Regions from separate parts of the Mus musculus genome. Here all the other regions are linked to region 4. Evidence: chromatin contacts called from public Hi-C, HiChIP or PLAC-seq and promoter capture Hi-C data. All regions are on one chromosome and are shown on one strand. The core of a region is the stretch at or near the end of the contact, and the rest is flanking DNA. Distances in the headings are between cores, read along the strand shown. Region 1 holds the start of Dcun1d4 (DCN1, defective in cullin neddylation 1, domain containing 4 (S. cerevisiae)). Region 2 holds the start of Sgcb (sarcoglycan, beta (dystrophin-associated glycoprotein)). Region 3 holds the start of Gabra2 (gamma-aminobutyric acid (GABA) A receptor, subunit alpha 2). Region 4 holds the start of Commd8 (COMM domain containing 8). Region 5 holds the start of Fryl (FRY like transcription coactivator).

Region 1 (2,700 bases), core at 198-2,697, 1.3 Mb after region 4:
TGAACACAAAAAGACTTTGCCCAGAATAAGCACTTAAAAAAATATAGAAGCTCCCAACCCAGGAGCCTACAAGTACCTTCCTTTGTTTATGAGACTTGGCTAAGACTCTGTCCTGTTAAGGAGACCCAAAAGAATGCTCTATGAAGAGTTCTTGTCTTCAGATGCAATTCTGATATTTTGCAATTTGATGAAGTGAATCATATGCATTTGAATGACAAATATGAAAGATTGCGTTATTGGGATTCAATTTAATTACAGAGAAATAGAGGGCGATGAGATGGAACATATCACAGTAACAAACACAGTGATGTAGATAACAAGGACTGTAAGCTGTTTTGCGCTTGTAACATTTGTCCGGATTTCAGAACTCTACAACTCAAGAGCCTGGGCTGTAGAATTCAGAATCCTAACGCAGGACCCCTTTGTTATCTTTGGTCATATCATCCAGTGCGTGTGGCGGAATCTACAGGCTGTCCAGGCTGTGGTTGGGGCAAGCGAGGTTTGGACATGGAGTGTGTGTTTGCGGTGGGGGCGGGGCGCCCACCCTCGCACATCTCAGCGTTATTGCATTACCTGTGATTGTGGAGAACTGGTTTTCAAGTACTGAAAAACTCCAAGAAACAACAAAAGCAGTATTTAGGACACTTAACAATCACAACCCCATTAACGCTTCCCTCTGCTAAACAGCGGTTTGGCCAGGTTCGACTTATGTTTCTTAGACTTTTATAGTCAGGGGACCTGGCTTATCTTGGTGTCAGGCTGACCCCAGAGCCTAATGTGGCACTAGGTTTTTCTCTCGCTGTCTGGGGACCGCAGAGGTGTCTGACGTTCAATGCCTGAAGCATTCGAAACCTTTGGCGCAAGTAACGCATGACTCTGAATAATTGACTCTGAAAAAGAGGCGCATTTCCAAAGTTGAGGACAGAAAGGTTGTGGCATAAAGGGGAGGAAAGCGGAGATATTTTTCTTCTTCTAATTTTCCGCAATGGGAAACGATTGAGGAGAACCGGCGGGACCCGGGCGCGGGCAGTAGCGGGATCTGGCCGATGGCCTCCCAGGGAACACCAGTCCCTGTGGGCTGGAGCTTGGCTCTAGGTCCCTCAGGCTGCTTTGTTTCGGATGCTTAACCCAGGTTCTCGGCTGGGCTCTCGGTTGGTCTCCCGCTCCAGGATCCGCCCGCCACAGGGCGGGGCTTCAGGGTCAAGGTGGACCAATTCCCCAGTCTCGCCCCTCCACGCGCTTTCGGACCCCTGAATGACTGACAGCCGTTGGGTCCAACCTGCGGCTCCGAACAGTGGCCTCCACCAGGGGCGGTCGGAGGCGAGACGCCGGGGCCAATCACGTTGCAGTCTAGGGGGCGGGGCCTCCTTGCCAGCTGCAGGCGGCGCAACCAGCACTTCTTCGGTCAAATGAGAGCCGAAGAGGGGCGGTCCCCCGGCTGGGGTCTAGCCAATGAGAAGGGCGGGATGGGCGGGCCGGAGAAGAAGCCGGCGGTCCTCTGTTGCGAGCTAAGGTTTGGGGAGTCGGTAGGGGGACCGCGAGTGGAGCGCGGGAGCCCGGGCGGCAGGCGGGTGTGAGCTGCCCGAAAATGCACTCGGATGCTGCAGCTGTCAGTGAGTAGCACAGAGCCAGCGGGCCCGCACACCGCGTCCGCTCCTGCGCTCCCTTCTCCACTTCTCCGGTTCCGATCGCGCTGGAGTCCCTGGCCCGGGAGCGGGTTGAACCCCTCCTGGAGTCCGAGGGCCGTGACGCTGCGGGCGGCTGGGGCGGGGGCAGGGGCGGCGGGGAGGGGGTGGGGACTGGCTGGCTTTCCGCGGTTGGGGGAGGGGGGACATTCTGGAAGGCCGGGGGCCGAGAGTCGGTGGTGCACGGAGGTGGAGACGGCGGCGGGCGCTGGCAGCTGGGGTCGGGGGTGGTACGAGCGGGCAGGGAGAGGGCCTGCGGTCCGAGTACAGGGTGAGGCTTGCGGGGCCCGAGCCGTACGGTCTACCGGGGAAGGCGGGGGAGTGCGAGGGGAGAGGGGGCGGGGACAATGGGAAGGAGGGCTGGGGGCGGGGGCGGGAACAATGGGTGGGGAGCTGGGGCAGCGGCCGGGCCGGTGAGGGGATGGGGGGTGATGTAACGGGGGCCATGGAGTGGGAGACGCCGCGGTGGGATGGGAGAGTTGTGGAGTCCGGTGTGCGGGACGGCGGTCGGGAGTGGGGAGAGGGCTTGGGGGGCAGGTGTTGGGACAGGCGGTCCCCGGAGGAGTGGATGGCGGATAGGACTGCTGTGCAGTTTGGGGGCTGGGACAGGGGTCGGGGAGGGTGTGCGGAGTGAGTTAGGAGGAAGAGTAGGTGGGGAGAAGCGGGGACTGGGAGGGCTGTCATCTTCGGGTACGGTGCTCTTGGGGCGGGGTGGGGAGCGTTGGACTGTCCATTGGGGGAGGCGCCTCCTCCCTGGAGAGGCCCGGTTCCAGCCTAGGAGGGGACCACCATTGAGCCTCGGGGTGCACTGAGGAGAGGGGGCGGGGCCGGGTACCCGGGAGGTGTCCCGAGGCTGGCAGTAGCCTCCGCGTTCGGCGAGCAACGGGGAGCGAGGTCAGCGCGGGCTGGGGTTACAGGACCGGGAGGCCGCTGTCTGCGAGCTGACTCGACCCGCAGGGGTCCTGGAAGCGGGGTGGAGGAATTGGCGTAAGAGGTTGTCGGGGTCCCCGGCGGT
Region 2 (2,700 bases), core at 201-2,700, 1.5 Mb after region 4:
ACATTTACATTGAAGCAGACTCAAGCTCCAACTGAGACCTGGGATAGAGGAGCTGGGGAAGAAGATACCAACATCTTCCTTTGTTGATGAAGCTGGGGGAGAAGCTTTTTTAAGGGGCAGAAGTGCCAGGACCCAGTGACTGACACAGCGGGGGGCCTACCCTGACTCCCAAACAGAATAGATTACAAAGTTAGTGGGATCCCAAACACAAAAAGCAACCTTTCATGTTCGAATTATAAAGTTGAGGGAAGCTGGTCATTAAGCCCAATGCTTGTTTCTCCTTAGCTCTCTTCAGGCAGGCCGGCTCTGGTTAGGGTAGCCAAGTGGGCAGACCACTGTAACTTTCCGGTAGAATAGAAGCTCAGAGCATCAAGATGCATGCACAGAAGAACTGAGACCCCTCTAACCCAGAGGCTGTAAGGGGTAAACTAGGAAAACCAAGGAATGGCTTCATTCCCAACAAGTCCACTTGCCTATTGTCATAGAGGATTTCCGTGCTTGTTTAGCAGATTTCAGGTCTGTTTTTCATACCCCCTAGAATGAGTCCTCGAATATTTAATAGGTCTGTCGCTAAAATGTTAGCCACTTAAGAAACTATTCCCCCGTTGCATATCAATTTCACTCATTCACTTTCTCCCCGCAGTGATTTCGAAGAAATGAAACTTTTAAAGAGAAACCAGCTTACTGGTTATTTGCAAAGGGAAACAACAATAAAGAAGTGACTACAAAAATAGCTTTTTATTATAATAAGTCACTTTAGCAACTACTTGCACGAGCATGTGTTCACACACTTCACCCGCACACACACTTATGTGCGTGCTTAAGTTACAGCTTGATATCTGAAGGGAAGCCTTTAAACTATTCTAGGCTCACAACGAAGACCAGGAAACACTTGATAACGCATTTCTTAAAAAGTAATCTTAAACCCACTAGACACGGGTCAGTTTTATATTAGTATCTGAATCTCCGAGAAACCACAGTGGGCGGGGAATGGCAGAAGCAAGACCTGGCCACGATCCACGCCAGGCAACAGCTGACCACCACTTGGCTGGCATCGGTCAGCCTCCCGGCCCCGACTGACGTTATTTTTATCCGCATGGTTTCTGGCTGCGGAGAGGCACGTCCAGGCGCAGGCTCCGCAGGCCATGACCCGTGTCACTCCCGCAGAGGGACAGCTCCGCTCTCTGGCCGGCCGGGAGCCGCTGCCCAGGATCCAGCCCGGCCTTCGCCAGCATCTTGGCTGCGGACAGCTCCCGCCCTGCGGCCCCGCCCTGCCGCCTCGCTCCGCCAGCCCAGCCCTCGCGCCCTCCGTCGTCCCCGCCCTCTGTGGGGTCGCCCGGGCCACCCGGCTTCCCAATCCCTCGGCCGGCCGCAGCAGGCTCACAGACCTGCTCGGTCGCTGCCGCCGCCGCCGCCGCTGCCGCCATCTTGGCCCGCCGCAGCCCGCGCTTGCGCTCTGGCACTGGGGTGGGGCTCACACCCTCGATGGCCACGCCCTGTCACGCCCTCGCCACTCCCCCGAAAGAAATCCAGAGTGGGCAAGATTCTGTGTAGGTTCACATCCTTGCAGGGCGGTCCCTCACGACCGTAAGTCGCCCGCGGGTTGCATGGGTGTGGCAAGGATCTCTGGGGCATCCTCAAGTTCTTCGGAAAGGACGCCCTCAAAATCCAAAACATGCCTTTACCTTTATATCAACTCCCCGTCTTGGGATACTGTCCTGTCCTGAGCTGTGACAAACTGCAAGGGAGTATTTGAGTGTACTGGTGGGTGAGACTTGGGTGCAGATCAAGTGGAAACTTTAGGTAGCTTAAATCAAACTAGTCTCTTCCCCCTCAACTCCTCTGGAAGCCTGTGAAGTCAAGTCTGGCACTTTCTTTGAGGCATTAGAGGCAGATTGTCCATTTAATATTGGAGACTATATTAGGTCCTTAGGAACCTAACTTGACTCACAGTGAGCACCAGGAGACAGTCAGGTGCACATTGGTTGCTCTCTGCACTGATTAAGTTGAAAACAATAGAATGAGTAGCATCCTAAGTTCAAGAACTCCTCAGATGATGAGTAGTTTCTACAAACTACCCTAGGCCACCCAAGGGAGATGTCTGATTCAGCTTTTTCTCTCCAGGTACTGGGTCATTTTGCTTTTCTAACTCAGCTTCCCTGCTTCGCCTACTTCTGATGGCTGGCTGGCTGTGGAGTTAAATACTCTGACACACAGCAAATGTCTCCCAACCTTCCCCCTCTCTCATGCCTGATTTCGGATATAAGCTGTATCTATGTGGTCATTTGCCTGGTCCTGTCTTCTTCCCCAACTGCTAAAACTGCCTGGCTCTATCACTGGGACGAACCTGCGTTTTAGTCAGGAAGACTATGTAAATCACAACCCACAGGTTTGAAAGTCGGCGGTGTCTGGGTAATAGCTTGGCTCTGGTCCCATTTATCAACTTTGACAATAAGGCTTTTGACTGCTCCTGGGTTCCTGTGCCTCACTATTCACTATGCTCAAGTCGTTTCCTTTTTCTCTGACAGCTATACTCCTTTGTGTCCCCCAAGAACCCACCAAATGTCACATTCTCTTCAGAGCCCCCATACTCTGATTAGCGCTACTCTGTTTCTAACCTTGTGTCAGTCTCAATCACTCACAATAATGGAACTTATTAAATGTCTTCCAGAGCTGCCTGGCACTCCAGATTCTAAGCAG
Region 3 (2,700 bases), core at 82-2,581, 1.1 Mb before region 4:
AAACAATGCTTCACCTGACTGGGTCCCACACCAGAAGAACAAGCAGCAGAGACCATACATTGCATGTGCTCAATTTTGTCTTCATCTTCTTGTTGCCAAAGCTATGGAAGAAAAAACAAAATTAAATTAAATTTGTTCTCATCCTACCAAGCCAATAACCCAAAAGAATTTCATTTCAATTAGGAGGGGATGTTACTCCTGTCTACTAGGTATAGGACTGGATGACAGGCAATGGGAAAGGATTTTTTTAATGGAAAGATTACACCACTAATACATTTTCCTCTGCCTATAACTTCCCCAGTCCCATCCTCTGAAAAAAAAAAAATCGTTATGCACGCATAAAATGACAACCCGGGACTCTAAACTGACACAGTAGCTGATGAAGAAATAGGTTGGAGGAGTGTGTGCGAAAGAGGTGGGGAGATGGATACTCCACGCCTCACCCTCTCAAGGAAGATCACCTCCGCAACGACAGCAGGAAAAAGCTGGCAGCAAGCAGGCTACTTTTTCATTTCTATCTTTTCCTTACAGTTAATTGTGGTACTCACGTCTTCACTTTACTCAACAACAACCACCATCACACCCTCAAAAAAAAAAAAAAATAGAAAATCAAATCCAAATCATTCGCCCTGCCCTTTCACATTTGCCCACGTCCATGTTCAAGAGGCAGCAGGGTGGAAATCAAGTGCTGCGAACTATGCATTTGACAGCTGCTCTGAGCCAAGACTACCAAAGGAGCGTGAGGCTCCGGATCAGACGCCGCTGAGCAGGCAGGCAGCGCTGCCAGTGTGTGCAAAGTTGGAGACTGTAAAAGAGCCGGGCCAGCGTGCAGCCGCCGGACTGGCTCTTGGATTTTTATTGTAGTTGCGAATATACGTTTCTGGGGAGGGACATTGGAATTCGATCTTGGAGGATGGAGAGACTAGGAGAACCTGAGCCTCCGTGTCGAAGGAGCATGAAGAGTGGAGTGGGTTGGTGGGGTGGGGGTGGCATGCTGGCGAAGCAGAGGGGAATGAGCAAAGGTTACCCCCGCTGCCACCAACGTCTGCGACCCTACCTGAACAGCTAGTAGAAGTAGTAGATGTTTTCCTCCAGTGGCTTTGAATCTGTTTCCACAGAAACTTGAGAGAGAGAGAGAGAGAGAGAGAGAGAGAGAGAGAGAGAGAGAGAGAGAGAGAGAGAGAGAGAGAGAGAGAGACTGCAGCAGCCTAAAGACCAGGCAGCAAACGAATGGATGGGCCGGTGGAAGCTGTAGCAGAGAGCTTGAGGAGTCGTGGCCGCGCGAGGAGTAGGCGGCGAAGGCGTCCGTAGTGGCGGTGATGGGCGGAGGAGGAGGAGGAGGAAGAGGAGGAGGGAGTAGCGATCGCAGGAGCCGGGGTGGGGGCGCGGAGGCGCGATGCGCGCAGGCAGGCAGCAGCGGGCACGAGCCCCGCGCCTGGAGGAGGAGGAGCTAGCCCAAGGAAGAGGATTAAGAAGGTTCCAGGGAATAGGGGACCCCTTATCCCCCACCCCAATCCTGGCCAAGCCACCGCCGCCCTCTGGGCACCTGGGGCAGCACAGCCGGGGTAGCGCGGGGCACCACAGTGCGCCTGGGAGCGCCGCTGCCCGCGCCCACACCGCGCTGGAGGAGTGGAGCCCACACCCTGCCTGGAGCTGGAGGCAGTGAGCTTCCTGGTGTAAGGGTTAGGGGGCGGCTGCTGGTGAGTGTGGGTGCTGAACTGTGAATGGTGTGTGTTTGTGAGGCCCTAGGTCCCACGGGCGGCTCCCTGCCGCTCGTCCCCCGACATCATCCCTAGTGGAGCGACGTGGTTGCCTGGAAGAGGTAACGATGTATGGCTCCCACTGGAGGGCGAAGGGGCTAATCACGCCTTTACTTAGTCATCAGCGCATCCACGCAGGACCATGTTAAACGCACGTTACGTGGAATTACACAGCAGGAAGTTTCTTTGATTTCCTTAGCCCTCTGGATGTACCTCTCTTTGCTCAGCGCTCCCATAATTAGGACCAGTTTCCCCTCAAGCTAGGAGGTCTGGAGACTTGCCCAAAGCGGATCAGTGAGGGCCCTATGCTGACCTTACCCTTCAGGAAAACCCCCTGCTTTCTTTCAGCAATGCTTTACCCTAATCTCTTTGTCCAGGCATTCTCCTTACCTGGTGCTCAAGATTCAGTCTAAGAGCTATAAAAAGTTTATGTTAGCCCTGAGCTAAGGAACCTGCTGCCTTCTTTCCATTGCAGACAGGAACGAGATGGAGCAGTTTGAGGTTTTCCCCCCTTTAGGGCTTTTTCTTGGCAGGGACTTGTAATTCCAAACCTATCATACACTTTGAGAATTCTGTGTTTGATCTGTCTGATGTTTCCTTCCGCTTTATCTGGGGCGATAAAATCGAACCGTGCAACATGAACAGAAAAAGAAAAAGGAAACCAATGAAAAAGAAAAGAAAGATGCATTCCTTTTTGTACTGTGCAGGAAACTGAATCTTAGGAACATTCTACTCAGGCAAACCAGAGCCGCTCTTTATCTTTTTTTCTCAGAAGTTTTCATAAATGTGAGACACTATAAAAGGAGAAAAGGGAGAGTGTCCTAAGCTTGTACGACTCTGTTATTTTACATTCAGAGTCAATATGTACCATTTGGTAGTTGAGCACACACACACACACACACACACACACACACACACACACACACACACAAGATTTTTT
Region 4 (2,700 bases), core at 55-2,554:
ACACAGGACTGGAAATAAAACCCCAGCGCAGGAGTGGGAATTGCATCTTTGGAAAGGCAGACAAGGGTGAAAGGGCAGAGGACCTTTGAAAAGGCGAGTAGGGGCCAAATCACAGAAGGCCTTGCATACAACAGAAAGGAGTGAAGGCTTTAATCTGCACTCAACTTTCCTGTAAGTAATTACATTATTTTTCCAAAACTTTGCCAAGATATTGTGAGCAGGAGTAAGTGTGAGACTATAGAGGCAGAGACCATAAACAGGTAAAGGAGGTTGAAAAGGGGAGGTCCAAGGATGAAACCCAGAGTTTCTTAAATAGAGTGGCCTGGTAAAGAAGGATGGTGACACCACAACAACCAATGCTGTGAAAAGGGAGTGGAGACCCAAACCAGGGATTTCCCATAGCTGTGGCAAAAGGCAGAGGCCCAGGAAGAAGACAGCTGGCTCAGCTCTCAGATTCAGGAGTCAAATGTTTTGGCCATCTCTATATAGGAGGAAAGACACCCTGAAAGTTAGGAGACACAGTCCATAGATAGGTTTGAGCTTTGGCCCTGGCTTGCTGGAAACCTGTGGCTGACATATTTCACTGTCCTCATTTGTAAAATCAAAGAAAATGTTTAAAGTACATTTTCTAAAGAACGGAGGGAGTGGCGTTAAATTTCTTTCATCTACAACTGAAGCCGACTTTGGGTAGAAGGGCCACAGTGGAGACTTCTGAAAGCCTGAGCAGGGCAGAGTGCCACCATCAAATCACTTTCACAGAGGTCTGGACCCTGGGTGTGCTGCAAGAAACCCTGGTTGGCTGTCTCTGGTCTCCACAAGCCTGGCTTTATGGGTGAGCTGTTTTCAGCGGCTGCGATCACCTCTTGGCCAAACTTGAGTGGCTACTCCTTTTCTGGTTAGGAGTTGGTTCCTCCCGCCCTCCAGGGAACAGGTCCCACCGGGTTCGACTCCTCACTGCATCCGCCGGACCTCACACAGAAAGGGGCGTTCGGGAGACCTGAACTCAAAGACTGCGGACGCAGCAGATCTCGGGCTCTACCACCCGAGCTTTCTAGAAGCAAGAAGACCCCACACGCACCCAGGCCTGGGCCATTCCTAAACCGCGTAAAGTCCTTAGGCCGCCATTGTGTCTCCAGGGGCCCAAGAAGAATAGTCCGGACCCCGGCCTTCCCGTGCCCTTCACAAACCCCTCACCCCGGCGCCCTGCTCCGGAGGCAGCTTCTGTAGCCGCCAAAGCGGCGTCCCCTCTTCCGGCTCCATCCCCGAGAAGTAGAGATACCTGTCACGTGACAGGCCTGAACCTTAGGCTTACGCTCCGATTCGTCCACGTGACTTTCTGGAGGGCGGGGCCGGCGGGCGGGCTCAAAGTCCTTGTGCGCATGTGCAAAACCTCAGCCATTGGTTTTCTCCTGTAGAAAAAAGAGCAAGTTTTTTTTCCCTCTTTTTTTTTGGGGGGGGGGGGGGGGGGGGAGGGGCGGTCGAGACTGAGGGGAAGTCTGTTACCCATCCGCTTGCTGCTGAAGGAAGATTTACAGACTTTTGCTCGGTTGAGACTGTGTTCAGAGACAGATCTCATAAACTTTCTTCACTGCAGAAAATCATCTAGTAATAGTCACAGCCTGTATTTGAACCCAGGGCCTTTCCCCCAGAGATCTGACAGTCTCCTAGTCAAAGAGTTTGACCTCAAAGACAAATTAAAGTTACTTTTTTTTTTTAATTTTTTTTTATTTTAAGAAGAGATGTGGGGTGGGGGGCTGGAGAGATGGTTCAGCAGTTAAGAGCACTGACTGCTCTTCCAGAAGTCCTGAGTCCAATTCCCAGCAACCACATGGTGGCTCACAGCCATCTGTAATGAGATCGAATGCTCTCTTCTGGTGTGTCTGAAGACAGCTACTGTGTATTCGTAGACATAAAATAAATAAATCTTTAAAAAAAAAAAAAGATTGGATCCCCCCCCCCCGTTTACAAACAGCAAACGCAATCCAAGACAGAACTCATAGAAAGGCAAAGTTCAGCTATATATTATTAAGCAACCCAAAGACTCATTATCCAAGCTAAGAAACAAAACAACCTGCTGGTAAAGAAAACCCATGTTTATACCCACACATTTACCACAGGAGTGAACCCAAAATTCTTTGAGTTGTAATTTCAATCCAAAAAAAAGAAAGTTCGTGATAGAATGAGCCTTGTCATGAGAAGGTGCCATAACAATTAGGGTGATTACAACCCAATATGTAATGTTAGGATTAAGAGTGTTAGAAAGTGCTGAGAGGCATAGATAGAAAAATAGATAGATAGATAGATAGATAGATAGATAGATAGATAGATAGACAGACAGACAGATAGATAGATATGCCTTGTCCACAGTCACATACATGAGCGATAGCTGCAGAGTTTGAAGAAAGAATGAGAGTTCTGCTGTTCTGCCTGGGTAAAGGAAGGCTTACAGGAATGCATGCTTCTGTGACCATGCAATGTGTAAGTTAATAGTGCAAAATGACATCCATCAGGATATAAAGGATATCAAAAAACGGGATTTAGACAACACTGGACACCAAGAAAAGGTTGACCTTTGAAACATGACTATATTAAAATTGAACTTCTGGCAGATGCTGAATTTAAAATATTACATAAAGTGAGAGGAAAGAGCCCTTAATATTTAATGTCTTTTCATTAGTAATCGCTTGTCTTTGTATGTAA
Region 5 (2,700 bases), core at 13-2,512, 1.1 Mb after region 4:
GTAATGAGGAACAAAGCTGGACTAGTAGTAAAGCATTCAGGCCCCAGATCGCCTTAGATATCGGCCTCTGCAGACGCAAGAAACGAGGCTCGGCCGGGCCGGGAGAACCTGCCGCCCGGAAGCAACAACTCCCATTAGAAGGCAAAGAAAAGTTGCACGGCTGAGCTCCGGACCGCGAGGAGCCAGCGCCGGTGTCTGCGAAGCCGGTGGCCCGGGCTGCACAGGCCCGGCGGCGGGCGGTGACTTTGGCGTCCGCCGGGCCGACCCCGGCTCCGGAAAGGCGCGGGTCCGGGGGTGCGCCGTCGCTTCAGGCGGAGTGGGCTCTGCGCCCAGGTCCGCACCCCTCCCAGCACCGCAAGCAGTGGGCGGAGAGACGCGGCGGAGGATCGCGGACAATGCCCGGCCGGGCCGGCAACCTCGGCGCGCAGCGCGAGCCCGCCGCCTCTCCTCCCGAGGCCGCCTGCCGGCACCTTCAGCCGGGTCGGATGATCAACCCAGCAGTAGCGCCTGCCGCCACCGCCCCGCCGCCCGCTTCCTCGCCGGGCGGTTCCCGGGTCGCGGTGAACCCGCGGCGTGCGAACCAAGCCGGCGCGCCGAGCGGCGCAGGGAGCGCGCTCAGGGCAGCCGGGCGCGCGGGAAGAGCGGAGCGAGCGTGGAGACGACGGCGCGCGACCAGGGCAGCCGGGAGCGCGGGGAGAGCCGGGCACGGGCCGGGAAGGAGGCGCGCAGCAGAGCGGGGCGCGCGGTGCTCCCCCACGGGTCTGCCGCAGCTCCGACGGGCTTTCGGTTGACCCCGGCTCAGTACCGCGCCCGCGTCCGTTAGGAGCCTCCCCAGTCGGCGCCGCAGCCGCCCATCCCGGTCCGCCTCCCTCGCGGCTCGCAGCAAGAAGGGCAGCCGGGCCAGGGCCGGGGACCCGGGATCCCACGGCCGACGGTCGGCGGGCATCCCGGATCCTACGGCCGACGGTCGGCGGGCATCCCGGATCCTGCCCCCGCGCTGGAAGAGAAAGTGAAATGAAGCGCCTTTCCCCAAACAGCACCTACCAGGTCCCCAGTCCCGTGCAGCTGCCTCGTTCCTCCAGCGCCGCCGGTCCCCGCCCTCGGGCCCCAGGCTCCGTTCTCTTTGACAATGGCGCGTCCCCTTTAAGGAATAATCCGATCGGGACCGATTCGTGGTTAAACCTCCCTCCGACTCTGATTTTAACCGGATTTCTGTCTCTCCCAGAGCCCGACGGGCGCCCGGCAGTGCTGCGAGCTCTGCCCACCCCTTCTCTGCCCCGCCCACCCACTCGCCTTCCTGATTGGCGAAGGATACTACACCAGGAACAGCGGTCCTCGCCCTCCACTGGCCGGCCTCCCCGCCGCTCAGAGTTTCCCCACCTTCGCCCCGCCCCCTCCCCCGGGTTGGACCTACCTCTAATCACTCTCGGTCCTCGCCTCCAACGTTGCTTTGGAGAACTGGCAGTCACGGCTCACCCTCCCGCCTCCGGAAAGCTAACTTTATTTTTATTGGTAGAAAGACATCTTCCTGTGCACCTGATTGGGTAAGAAAAGGCAAGTCTGCACGCCCCTTACCTTTTATCACTCTCCCTGGACGGCTGAAAGACAGTCGTAAAGTCTTCCCTATTTTGGCACCCTCAAAGCCTCTGTACCTTTAAATGTTGGTAGAGGTCGAGCACAAACAACCTATACTGAGGAAGGCGGGAAAGAGAGGTGGAAAGGATGCAAAAATCTTCAGATAAAAAGCACACCACAGCAGCTGCGGGATCCTGAGAGCCCAATCCTATTTCGTGAATGGAGTGAGAACACCTGAAATCCTAATACTGGCTCCTGAGAATTAATCAAGTTCACACTCCCTGTCTACTCTGCTCACATCCTTGACTTCCTGGCTTTACGCACCCGGAAGAATTAACGAAGGTGTCTTCAAACCCAGGGGTTTCCTTGTTTATCTTGCAATAGGACGTTCAGAAAAGCGTTAAGTTCTTCCCATTAGAAGTTCCGTTTAGGTCACGTCCTGTGTGTCATACTGGCATTTGCGCGGGACTATGCTATTTTTTATTATTTTTAAAAATTGTTTGGAAAGATTAAACATATATTCCTCTTTGCTGATATTCTCAAAGTTCCTCTTGTTACAAATGTGGACACCAGAGGGCTAGTCTTTGAAGGACAGTGGCACCTTTCCGGGGAAAGCACATCTACCCAAAGGAAGAGGGAGAAGTCTCGCCAGGAGAAACCTGAGTGGCAGAACCCTGCTCATTAAAGGAGAGGAATCCTGCGACAACCTCGGGATCTGCATTAACTTAGCACCAGGTTCCTACCCCAGATATAGGAAACGAAGGTTATTTCCAAAAAACCTGAGTGTGGTTATGGCTTTCGGACCCGCCAAGAAATAGTAAGGAACAGGTTAAGTGTTCTCTCTATTTTCTATGGTCTTTGATACTTTTGACGATCCTTTGACGACGTCAGAGGATCCCTACAGGTGCAGCAGTCACCTCCAGTAGTGCCAAGAAAGTGGCTGTGCCCAATGCCGCCCTAGACCAGACCAGCTTAGAGAGAGGGAAATAAGCATAGACAGTTGAGAGATAAGGCTTTTTTCCTGAACTCAGAGAGCCATTATTATCGAGGAGCAGTAAGAGAGGCGGGACTTGATTGGTGTTTGCAGGTCCTTCCTTTTAAATTGTTTGTACATTTTTGCAGCAG

Evidence for each region. Promoter capture Hi-C pulls out the DNA fragments that hold promoters and counts their contacts. A called contact is a pair of places that touch in the nucleus more often than the background predicts. HiChIP or PLAC-seq counts read pairs in DNA pulled down with a chosen protein or histone mark. Capture Hi-C pulls out chosen DNA fragments and counts their contacts.
Region 1: a promoter capture Hi-C map of pre-B cells shows a contact between it and region 4, with 6 times the contacts expected there. The contact joins the promoter of Dcun1d4 here to the promoter of Commd8 in region 4. A contact is called at or near these places in 1 of 39 promoter capture datasets (pre-B cells) and 1 of 484 Hi-C or Micro-C datasets (B cells).
Region 2: a promoter capture Hi-C map of adipose tissue shows a contact between it and region 4, with 4 times the contacts expected there. The contact joins the promoter of Sgcb here to the promoter of Commd8 in region 4. A contact is called at or near these places in 1 of 39 promoter capture datasets (pre-B cells) and 2 of 9 other capture datasets (adipose tissue and liver).
Region 3: a contact with region 4 is called in an H3K4me3 HiChIP or PLAC-seq map of forebrain, with 8 times the contacts expected there. The contact joins the promoter of Gabra2 here to the promoter of Commd8 in region 4. A contact is called at or near these places in 2 of 39 promoter capture datasets (hippocampal neurons and stem cell-derived epiblast-like cells) and 3 of 115 datasets of contacts at active chromatin or transcription factors (astrocytes, embryonic forebrain and forebrain).
Region 5: a Hi-C map of muscle stem cells shows a contact between it and region 4, with 5 times the contacts expected there. The contact joins the promoter of Fryl here to the promoter of Commd8 in region 4. A contact is called at or near these places in 1 of 39 promoter capture datasets (pre-B cells), 1 of 484 Hi-C or Micro-C datasets (muscle stem cells) and 1 of 9 other capture datasets (liver).

The regions. Positions count from the first base shown.
Region 1 is chr5:73,489,579-73,492,278 of GRCm38.p6, forward strand. It overlaps Dcun1d4 (DCN1, defective in cullin neddylation 1, domain containing 4 (S. cerevisiae)), which reads left to right and starts at 1,448. Exons shown (of 11, transcript NM_178896.5): 1 at 1,448-1,613. The coding sequence starts at 1,589.
Region 2 is chr5:73,646,287-73,648,986 of GRCm38.p6, forward strand. It overlaps Sgcb (sarcoglycan, beta (dystrophin-associated glycoprotein)), which reads right to left and starts at 1,451. Exons shown (of 6, transcript NM_011890.5): 1 at 1,389-1,451. The coding sequence starts at 1,427.
Region 3 is chr5:71,094,518-71,097,217 of GRCm38.p6, forward strand. It overlaps Gabra2 (gamma-aminobutyric acid (GABA) A receptor, subunit alpha 2), which reads right to left and starts at 1,332. Exons shown (of 10, transcript NM_008066.4): 1 at 1,058-1,332; 2 at 15-101. The coding sequence starts at 85.
Region 4 is chr5:72,166,885-72,169,584 of GRCm38.p6, forward strand. It overlaps Commd8 (COMM domain containing 8), which reads right to left and starts at 1,305. Exons shown (of 5, transcript NM_178599.5): 1 at 1,195-1,305. The coding sequence starts at 1,260.
Region 5 is chr5:73,255,356-73,258,055 of GRCm38.p6, forward strand. It overlaps Fryl (FRY like transcription coactivator), which reads right to left and starts at 1,263. Exons shown (of 63, transcript NM_028194.2): 1 at 1,045-1,263.